Linked DNA regions of Gossypium hirsutum: region 1 is linked to region 2. Evidence: chromatin contacts called from public Hi-C data. All regions are on one chromosome and are shown on one strand. The core of a region is the stretch at or near the end of the contact, and the rest is flanking DNA. Distances in the headings are between cores, read along the strand shown.

What was found. Hi-C and Micro-C count contacts between places; a contact is called where the count stands out from the background.
Region 1: a contact with region 2 is called in a Hi-C map of leaf, with 2.2 times the contacts expected there. The contact joins the promoter of LOC107950999 here to the promoter of LOC107951051 in region 2. A contact is called at or near these places in 3 of 34 Hi-C or Micro-C datasets (leaf and seedling).

The regions. Positions count from the first base shown.
Region 1 is chrA02:25,808,561-25,814,219 of Gossypium_hirsutum_v2.1, reverse strand. LOC107950999 (40S ribosomal protein S4-like) reads right to left here and starts at 4,108. Exons shown (of 5, transcript XM_016885869.2): 1 at 3,932-4,108; 2 at 3,427-3,504; 3 at 3,161-3,341; 4 at 2,755-2,852; 5 at 1,989-2,614. The coding sequence starts at 3,934. The coding sequence ends at 2,186.
Region 2 is chrA02:25,418,010-25,423,643 of Gossypium_hirsutum_v2.1, reverse strand. LOC107951051 (WD repeat-containing protein PCN) reads left to right here and starts at 3,664. Exons shown (of 11, transcript XM_016885944.2): 1 at 3,664-4,039; 2 at 4,129-4,272; 3 at 4,728-5,040; 4 at 5,133-5,196. The coding sequence starts at 3,875.

The DNA.
Region 1 (5,659 bases), core at 2,859-5,358, 390 kb before region 2:
GGCCAATCCGTATGCAGTTGCCGTAAGTTGACTTTGTGCTCATCATCAAACACCTCGGGTGCCACGGGAATCAGTTGTCGAAATCCAAATTGCCGCAATACTCTATTTGACTGGTGCATCTCCACGGTAGCATAGTTCACCAATGGGACCTTCACATACCAAACGTTTGGATTTTGAAGGAATTCATCCGGAAATACTGCCTGAATTGCCGGATCCTCGTATGGTGTCCATTGAAACTAAATGAACATGATAAAAATATTACTTATATACATAATACATAATACTAAATTCTAAATATTAAATACGAAACGACTATTTTATTATGTATATATATTTTATTTAATACTTACTTCTGCTTCCGATCGTCGGTCTAACAGAAGCCGTATATCTTCGAGAGAGGTATGTATTCCGACATAACTCGCCGAATGCTTCTACCTAATTAAATAAATTTTTAGCATACAATTATATTCTAAATCTACGTAATAATTGTAAAATCTAATATAAAACTTACCTTGTTATGAGTGGAAATGTATATGGGTGGTCCACTCGAGGACGTAAAAATGGAAAGCGAAACTGTGCCCATGATTGCAGTAGTGATAGACAACCTCTTATTTTGGCTTTGTTTGGTTGCGTCGTCCCGCACATTTCCTTGCACAATGTTGCCAACAAGGCAAACCCCCAACCCAATTCGTCGGCTGCTCTAAAATCTACAAGTTTCAGCAGCCATCTCAGATGTACGAGGTTTCGTGACAAGTCCGGCATCAAATAACCTCCAATCATCTCAAGAATATATGCCCGAGCATATCGTATTCTTTTGAGTTCAGTCGAATTATTATCTGGCTCCGGGAATGTGTCTCGTAACCATCCCATCTCGATCCGACCTCCGTTAATATTATTCGGTATAGCACCCAAAAGCTCGTAGCATACGGCTCCCCAATCAGTAGATGATGCGAACCCGGTGACTGCGTACCCATCCATTGACAATTCCAATTGCAAATGCACATCTTCCAGAGTGATAGTACACTCTCCGCATGGAAGATGAAAAGTGTATGTCTCAGGTTCAACTTGCACCCCCGGCCTATCGTGGCCACGTGCCAAAATCCCGCTTCTCACAAGTAATTCTCAATCAACGGCGATGGAGGACCAAACATATTACGGATGTAGCATTGCAACACCCGATCTACAGACTATTATAAAAATTTATAAAACAAAAATTAATTAAAATTGCATAAATTAATTAATGCAAACATCATAAATGAAAAAAAAATAAGCGGTATTGAAATTGTAATTATAATTGCATAAATGAATAAAATATCAAATAGTATTGCAAATTTAATTAAATTTGCATAAATTAAAAAAATATCGAATAGTATTGAAAATTTAAAATTATCACTTACCATTGTCATTTGATCAACGGAGACGTGCTTATTATCGAGAAAGATTAATTCTCCAGCCATTGCTAACATAATCGGATTTTTTTAATTTAAAAAAAATTAAATTCAAAAAAATTTTAAACAAAGAATTTTGATAGAATTTTGATAGAATTTTGAAAAAATTTCAATGAAATTTGATAGATTTTTGAAGGGAATATTGAAAGAATGTTGAAAATTATGAGAGAATTATGTGAAAAATAATTAAAGGGAAAGGAATTTTGAGAGAATTATAGAAATTGTAAGAGATTTATGTGAAAAAATAATTTGGAGGAGTTTTATAGTGTTTTTTTTTTGGACCGTTGGAAACCAACGGGCAAAAATTTGACCGTTAGATGGGCAAAACGCTCCCCTCGAAGAGCGTTTTGCTAACGTGAACATTAAATCGCGCTTACGTGAACGCGTTTTTGTTAAAAACGGCCTAATCTGATAAATAATGCAATAAACGGCCCATTTCCATAATTATATTATTTAAAGGACTGGGTAAAATCCCCCAAATTGAATCACTAAATACATAATTGCATTTTCGATATACTTAGGACTAAAAATGACTAAAAATTTCAAATCCAACCTATTTCTGTATTTCAAAATGAAATTAACTTTAATTTAAAAAATAATATAACGATTGGTCCAAAACTGTAGTCATGAGTAAAAACAAAACATAAATCCTACAAAAGCAAACACAAAGGACCACCAAACAGATTAATTCATTTGACAAAAAACAATTCCAGATATTATATCTTTAATCATAAAATTTAGACAGTAGCTTGGGCCGCAAGCCTCTTCCTGGCTTCCTCAATGATGGACAACTTGATACCCTTGCCCTTTGGAAGTGACACCCATGGCTTCGTTCCTTTACCAATTGTGAAGACATTGCCTAAACGAGTAGCAAATTCGTGTCCAGCAGCATCTTGGATGTGGATTGTCTCGAAGCTACCCTTATGCTTCTCACGTTTCTTAATCACTCCAACACGCCCTCTGTTTCTTCCTCCAGTGACCATGACAACATTCCCAACATCAAACTTAATGAAATCTACAATTTTGTTGCTCTCTAGGTCAAGCTTGATGGTATCGTTAGCCTTGATCAGTGGATCTGGGTAGCGGATGGTGCGTCCATCATACGTATTAAGGTAGGGGATACTCTTTTGACCAAATTGGACAGACCGAACTTTACAGAGCTTAAACTGAAAAGTACGATTCCAATGGAACAAAGCCAATCAGATAATACAACCAAGCCAAAAGGATCAGATTAGAAGTGAAACTTAACCAATATTAGACAACCATAGCAGGACATACAACAAATTGTGGTCCCATTGATACAAACCTTGGTCTCATCACCGGTGATGGCATGAAGGCGAAAACGACCTTTTGTGTCATAAAGGAGGCGGAAGTCCTCATTCGTCTTTGGAATTGATACAACATCTGGTTAAGATTCAAAGAGACAAAGGTAAAGGGAAAAGGTACAAACAGGAGTCAAAATCGTGAAGGAGGAATCATCAACGTGACTCTAGAAAACAAGCCAAAGAACAATGCCTAAATAAACCAGCCTAACTAACATATTTAAAAAACTATAACGAAAATAGTGTTCCATCAGGAGAATTTGCACAAACTGATTTTAGTGTAGGGTCTCAACATGTGGAAATCGAAGAAACTGAATTTATACCTTGTATGAGTTTGTTACTTGAGAAAACAAAAACTTCAATAGATCCAGAAAGGCAAAGTCTACATACCCATGAAACCAGTAGGGTATGTTTTATCCGTCCTAACCTTCCCATCTACCATAACATGCCTTTGCATAAGAATGGCAATCACTTCTCTATATGTTAGAGCGTACTTTAATCTGTTTTGCAGAATGAGAATGAGCGGCAAGCATTCTCTGGATTTGTGTGGTCCAGATGAGGGCTTGGGTGCCTGCATGAACAAAGATTCAAAACAAAATTAAAAGACAGCAGTACTGAATTGGTGAAAGGTCAAAAGGTTCATGATGAAAACATACAAATGCACCGCCAAGCTTGTCAAGCATCCAATGCCTTGGAGCATTGAGCCTCTTCAGATGTTTCTTTAACCCTCTAGCCTGTAAAGACAAGGAAAAAGAAAAAGTTCAGTGGAAACCGCAATGCTATAGACTTCAAAGCAGAATAGTTACAAAAAGAAAAAAACCTTGGCCCAAATCAAACACAACAGAGAGTCCAGAAAATAAAACAACAAAACCATGAAATAACTTGGAATAAAGCATATATAATGAAACTTCACCCCATTTAGAAACTACTATAGAACACAATCAAAAGCAGCTATTCGATCTGAGACCCATTTCAGAAACTAAACTTCCAATTTCTGCATCAGACAAAAAGGAATATCTAAAAGTATAAAATTGTTACTGCATCCACCAGCTAAAATCAACATTATGAAATTTTCATTTTCTTACACTATAGAAATGCTAAAAAAAAAAAACTCGTTAAAAGCATACAGTGATTCAACTGACTGATATTAAAGAAACTGACCATTTCGGTTGGTCTGGAAGAAGCTGTTTCCGCTGAGAGCCTTCAGCGTTCTTTAGGAAGATGCCAGCAGTAGGAAATTAAAACCCTAATTTTGTTTTACCTATTTATTGCGGTAATTTAGGGTTTTATTAGACATGAATGAGCGGGCCGGATTGAGACCCAACTCCTTTTTATCCCTTTTTTTTTTCATTTTAGATTAGATTAAAAATATTAATGCTCAAAAATATTTTTACATTTAGGCACTAAATTTTTTTATGATAAATGGTAACTAAATTAATATTTAGTTGCTTAAATTGTCTCAACCTTTACTTTCATAAATTTTTTTTTCATTCTTCACCATTGTTACTTAACTTCTCTCGATAAAAACCCTAGGAGTAAATTGTTTTAGGAATCTAAGAAAGTGTAAGAAAATTTACGGCTTTAAGGCCTTCATCTATTAGATCATGGTTTCAAATGAAGAATACCTTTGAAATCAAGTGAGAATTAGGGCTCAGCAAAAAAAATTGATCAAATTGAAAATAGACCTAAATTGAAATATTTTATTAATTTATGGAATGTAAGTTTAAAAATTATAGTTACCTAAAATCGAATTGAATTATATTTTTATTTAATACATAACAATTTTAATTTTTTATGATATAAAAATAAATATTTTATATTTAAAATAGTAAAATAATTTAAAAGTTCTTAAAAAATTATTGCTTTTAGAAATACTTATGTGAAAGATCTTGAAATTTTGTCAAATAATATTCAAAAGTCATAAAATAAAGCTCATTTTATCAAAAACACGTCTAAAAATCAAAACAAAAAATTAATATAAAAAACTAAGAATCGAACCAAGCTGAACCAAATATGATGGACAATTCAAAAAATCTAAAAAATTCGACCGAACTGAACTGCCATAGTGAAAATACATCAAATCAAGTTTTGACTTATTAATTAGAGAAAAAATGCACACCTTTATTTCTTTTATTTGATCTTGGTTCGATGATTTTTTACACTTTTTGTGTGGCATTAGTAAAGTTATTGTAGATGTGAAAATTTATTTTGTTGATAGGTGATTTTTTGGAGGTGACTATAATCTTGTCGAAGGTGGTTCTTAAAGGTTTATGTTAAGTTGGATTGATATTTTAGTGTCAAGTGTTAATGGTTTAAAAAATCCTTTAGTTTGCATTTAGAAAACAGTTTTGTTCCGCCACAGTTAGAACATAAATGAACAAAAATGTTAAATGCAAGTAACACAATAAGAAAATTAAGGAGAGATAACATGCAATGTTTGTTAATGCAATTCAAATACAACGATCCTACGTCTGTGAAGTCTTGCTCAATGAATACTTTTATTCAACAATCATCTGGACCATCTATTTGCTTAAGCCCAATCTACCCTTACACAAAAAAGTAATTATGGCCCTAACACAGACTCCAAATTGTCAATAATCACTCACTCAAATACCTCACAATATAATAAAAAAACCTCTCCAAATAATGCCTAGAAAAGTGTCACAAAATAACCACAAGAACACAACAAAGCTGCCAAAAAAGACATTAAAAAGCTGTACCATAAGTAGCTCCACAAGCAACCTATTTATAGACTGATACAAGAGTCTATTGAACAGAGTTTGATAAGCTTTAAACTACAATTTAAAACCTAAAATTATTTTGAAAATTTACTAAATAAATGTCTTTCTAAATTAGTCTACCAATTGCTTCAAAACTCTTTCAAGATAT
Region 2 (5,634 bases), core at 2,415-4,914:
TATTACTAATGTTTTGGGATAAATAAAATGTTAAGTATGATCTTATGTGTAAATTGCTATCTTGTATGATACATGTGAATGAGGTAAGATGTTTCAATGCAAATATAAATAATTTGTGTTAATGCAACGTTGTGTTTGAGGTGCATATCATAAGTACATTGGTTAGGTGTTTGTTTGATGAAGTGATAAGTTTTGATTGATATTTTATTTTGATGTACAATTGTATATACTTGTGGTATCAATGAGGCTACATTGGTTAGGCACTTAGGATGTTGATTTGGCATGTTTTTGACTTGTTTAATGTCACTTTGAATAGGTCTTTTGGCAAGTAAACAGATTACTTAAAGTCTAAGTAAGCTTGAAATGGTAAACTTGTTGTTTAAGGTTCATTTTGGGTCCACACGGCCTGAGACATGAGCATGTGACTCTGCTGTGTGAGACACACAGCTTGGCGACATGGTCATGTGTCATCTGTTGAGTGCTTAGGGTGCAAATCAGTTAGTTACACGGCTTAACACACGGCCTGGCACACGGGCGTGTGGCATGGTCATGTGACCCTTCTCAAAAAGTTACACGGGTAAGGACACAGACTGGAACACATCTGTGTGTCCCTAGTTCAAAGGTTACACGGCCTGAGACATGGGCGTGTGTCTCAACCGTGTAAGGCACACGGCCTAGCCACACAACCGTGTGACCCCTGTTTCCAATTTTTTGTAACTTTTCTTAGACTTTCCAAATGTTTACAATTTAGTCCCAAATTGTTTCTAAAGTACTTCTAAGGCCTCAAGGTCTCGATTTAGGGACAATATGTATCTGAATGGTTGGTTTATAATATGATTATGATAATATATGCAATGTATGTTTAAATATTCCAATTGTATGGTAATATTTCGTAACTCTAATACGGCGTCAGATAGGGGTTAGGGGTGTTACAAGTCCAAAGTATCATTCTACCAATGAATACATCTATATCTGTACTTGTGGAGTCAACTACTCCGATAGCCAAGACTAGCCATCTCCCCAATTGGAATTGTATATGACGTAATAATCATTCTTAGTATTTGAATCCAATGCTCACTTTGATTTTTATGGGATCACAGACTCATTTAGATTATTTATTGAAGAAAGTTGTCTTTCTCACAATGTAAACATTCTTTACAATGCCACTTATCTTCTGTTTGAACTTATACAATCAATGAGCTAATATTTGCTTGTCACAATTTTGCTATGCATGCAACATATAAAAGACATATATATAAAAGATATAATAGCGAAATGTTAAATTAACTTTATTTATTTATTCATCATTCAAATAACTAGAAAACAGTTACATGTTTACTACAATATGGGAACATTTCCCAATAGTTTTGCCCAAAAAACTTTAGTAAATTAACTTTGGATACTCAGGATAACTTTGCTCACACAAGCTGACAATCGGGACATTAACGATTACTCGATGCTATTCACACAAGTTGTCGAAAATCCGCAAAAAATGCTAGATTCTATCCATCAGTATAGTATCTACCACCAGTACATAGTACCTGATAAATATAACACCGACACAGAGTGCTTGATAACTGTAACACTGGTACAAAGTACTTGATAAATGTAATCACTGACACATAGTGCCTGATAAACCCTAATAACATATCAATCGTATCCTAATCAATCACTAAGCTCACACGGGCTTCAATTCAATCCCCATACTCTTTCCATCTTTACATCATAGTACCATGTTCAACATGATCATATACATTTCATATGATAATATAATTCAATTCAAACACGTACAATTGTCATACTTTACAATTATTTCCACTTTCAATTCTTTTCTCAATCAATCATATCAACATATACATATATACACATGCATAATATGAACTTAAGCAATTAATAAATAAAACAAACCTAATGCAAACTTACCTAAACGAGACAACAATAAACACCACACTAAGGACTATTTCGTAATTTTCCCCTTTCAACGACTATTAACCGGTTGGTCTATTTCTTGATCTATATAATAATTTAATCCAATTAACCATTTCAAATACCTTAAAATATTTAGATACATGCATTTGACCTTTTAATAACATTGTACATTTTTACCCTAAAATTTTACCTTGTATTCAATTTAGTCCTTAAAATCGAAACTTACACATTTATCATAATTAAACCCAAAACATGTTAGTCGAATTCTCCTTAACTCTCTTACATCCCACAATTAATGACATTTTATAAAATTTTTTCGCTAACTTCATTATTTTATCATTTTCGCCCTTAAACTTAAAGCTAACCAAATTCACTTTACAAAATAGTCCTATTTAACAATTGAGCTTATAAACCTATAGTCCTATTTAACAATTGAGCTTATAAACCTATCATTTAACTTCAAGAACATCTAAAAATTATTAATGAAGTTTCAAAACCTTTATTAGTTTTACAAAATAGTCCCTAGGTTAGCTAGATTAAGCTGCAATGATCTTAAAAATATAAAAATCATAAAAAAACAAGTGAGAAAATAACTTACATGTGATGCAATGAGCTTGGACGAACCATAGTGTTCTTTAACAATAGAGAATTCGGTTTTACCAAGCGAAAAGAAGAAGATGATAGCTTATTTCATCTTTTGTTTATGTTAAGTAATTATTTAATTACTAATTTACCCTTACAACTAACTTAAAATTTCAATGCAACATATGCATTAAACGTCCACTATAATCTATCATGGTTAAATTTCCTTTTAAAGCCCTCAATTCATGTTTTTTGTAACCATTTAACACATAAACTAATGGAGATTAACTTTTATAGCTTTTACGATTTAGTTCTTTTTCTTTAATTAACTATCCAAACGTTAAAATTACCAAACCAAATTTTAACACGAAAACCTTTTAAATATTAAATAAATAATTTTTACTGACTCATTGGTTGAAATTGTGTCTCAAAGCTATTATTTTCGATACCACTGAAAACGGGTTGTAACAACAACACATAAAAAAAACATGCTAAAATCAAAATTTAATCTAAACATGCATTCATCCATTCATAAATTTTTTAATAACATCGAAAATATCTTATAATGTTATTCTCTATCAATTGAATCCATACACAAGAAGGGAGAATACAATTCAATAACCAATTTATGTAATTAGATAAAGTACGACATATGCTATAATACCAATTGTAAATTTTTTTTAGAAAAAGTGAAAATGTAGTGCAATGGAATTTTTAAAATGTTCTAAAATTAAACATTTTCATGATATCTAATGCAATAAATTTGATCACATAAAACATCTTTATGTTAAAGAGTTAGATGTTACGGAAAAGTAGGCTTAACACAAAATATCCTCTAAAAAGGTGTTCAAGCTTTCGTATTAAATTAAATAAATGTCTAATGTCTTCAAATTTTAACCAATTAATCTTTTTGATTATTTTCAAACTCATAAATATTTGGAACAACACAAACATATGATAAATTTGAAAAATTCTAAAGAAAGTTTCACAATCCTATATATAAACTTAAATATAAGAAAAAATCAAATTTAAATTTAAATTTTTAAATAAAAATATTAAGGAATTAAAATTTTGAAAATGAAAAACAAAAAACTAAATTTCAAATGGAAAAAGTAGAAGCACTTAGAGGTTAAAATAAAGGGCGGTCGAAGAGAACCCAAATCGAGAGACCTGTGGGTTGAGCGAGTCTGCTTGGCTATACGCTTTGTAAAGTTTAAACCCTCAAAACAAAAACCTAAGGATGGTGAATAAAGCAACTGCGTCGTCTTCTCTGCTTCTTTCTGTCTAATGCGTATCTCTCAATTGCTGTCAAATTGGCTTTTAAAGTTTGTGGATTTTTCATTCTGTAGCCGCCCCATCCCCAATGCTCCTCAAACCTTATCGAACCAGCTCAGTTGACTGGAAGCCCTCTCCGGTGGTTGCCCTTGCGACCAGCGCCGACGACTCTCAGCTTGCAGCGGCTCGAGAGGACGGATCGCTCGAGATTTGGCTTGTCTCCGCTGGTTCTGTTGGCTGGCACCACCAGCTGGTATCCGGAGTTTTATGCTTCATGTTATTTGTGTGTATATGTATATACATATATTAGTTTTAGTTTAATTTGTTGGTTACTTTGTGTAGACTATTCACGGGGATTCTACTTGCCGAGTATCGTCTCTTGTGTGGTGTTGTGTTGGTTCAGAAGGCCTGTCTTCTGGCAGGTTGTTCTCCTCAAGTATTGATGGCTCGGTCTCAGAATGGGATCTTTTCAACTTGAAACAGAAGGTTATTTTCATTTCCTTTTTGTCGCTTTTGCCATTTATTGTACGCCCTGCTTTTTTAACCTAATGATTCAAGCCAACAAGTAGTTGTCAATTTGATTCCTGCCTCTCCAACTTCAATGGATACTCATTTTTATTGGTTTCTTGTGATTTTATCGAATCATGGGAATAGTGCTAACCTGAGGCCCGTTCCTCTTATTTTCATATTAGGCGCAGGCTTCCTTTTTTTCTTTGTTTTCTCCCTTTTTGGGGTAAGTCTTAATTGTTTATTTTCCTTTTTTTTTTTTGAGGTATTTCCACCTTCTGAGATTGATAATATATGGTGGCATAGATTCTGTTGATAGAATCCCCTCATTTTTTTTCTTTTTTGCCTTTAACTTCATTCTAATGTACATAAAATTTTGGGTAGAAGGCATCTTTTATTGATTGTTTATTTTGTGCGATTAAACCATTATGCAGATTGTGCTAGAGTCTATTGGAGTTTCAATCTGGCAGATGGCTGTGGCACCCATTATTAAGCTACCAGCTCCTGTGGAGCCTAGTTGCTGGCATTCTGGAAATGGATTTTTGAATGATAAATATGAATATAATGACAGTGATGATGCAGAAAACTATCAAAGTGATGATGCTTCAGATTCGGAGCAAGTTCATCAGAAACTAGTTACAGATGATAGACGTGTGGCAATTGCCTGTGATGATGGAGCTGTGCGGATATATACTATTTCTAATTTGGATAAATTCATATACCATAAATCGTTGCCTCGGGTCAGTGGTGAGATATCTACCCCTGAGAAACTATTCTTGCTAGGTTAACGTTTTAATTTTAGCTTTACTCTGAGCTTCTTGGTGCTAATCTATTTGCAGGGCGTGCTCTAAGTGTGACATGGAGCCATGACTCAAATAGGATTTATTCAGGGAGTAGTGATGGGTAAGTTATATATTATAATTTATTAGAGAACAAAACTGGTGATGCTTCCTGTACTTTTGATATTTCTTTACATGCTTCTGTCGTTAATTTCACCTGCAATGTGCTCTAAGTGCCTGGAGCCATGAATCAAATAGGATATATTCTAGGAAAATTGATGTGTAGTTTTGTCGTTAAAGTGAATACCATATTATGTCTGCATACTGTACTTGTGGTATTTCCATGCATGCTTGTATAATTAATTTCATCCTATAAGATGGAACTATGACTCAAATAGGATGTCTTCACCGAGTAATGATGGGTAAGTTTGTCATTAAAGTTAATACCATATGATACGTGATAGCAAAAATGTTAAAGCATGCTGTACCTGTGATATTTCCATTAATGCTTTTATGATTTATTTCTTTTTCGATGGATATTATATCATTAATTCAATTTCAC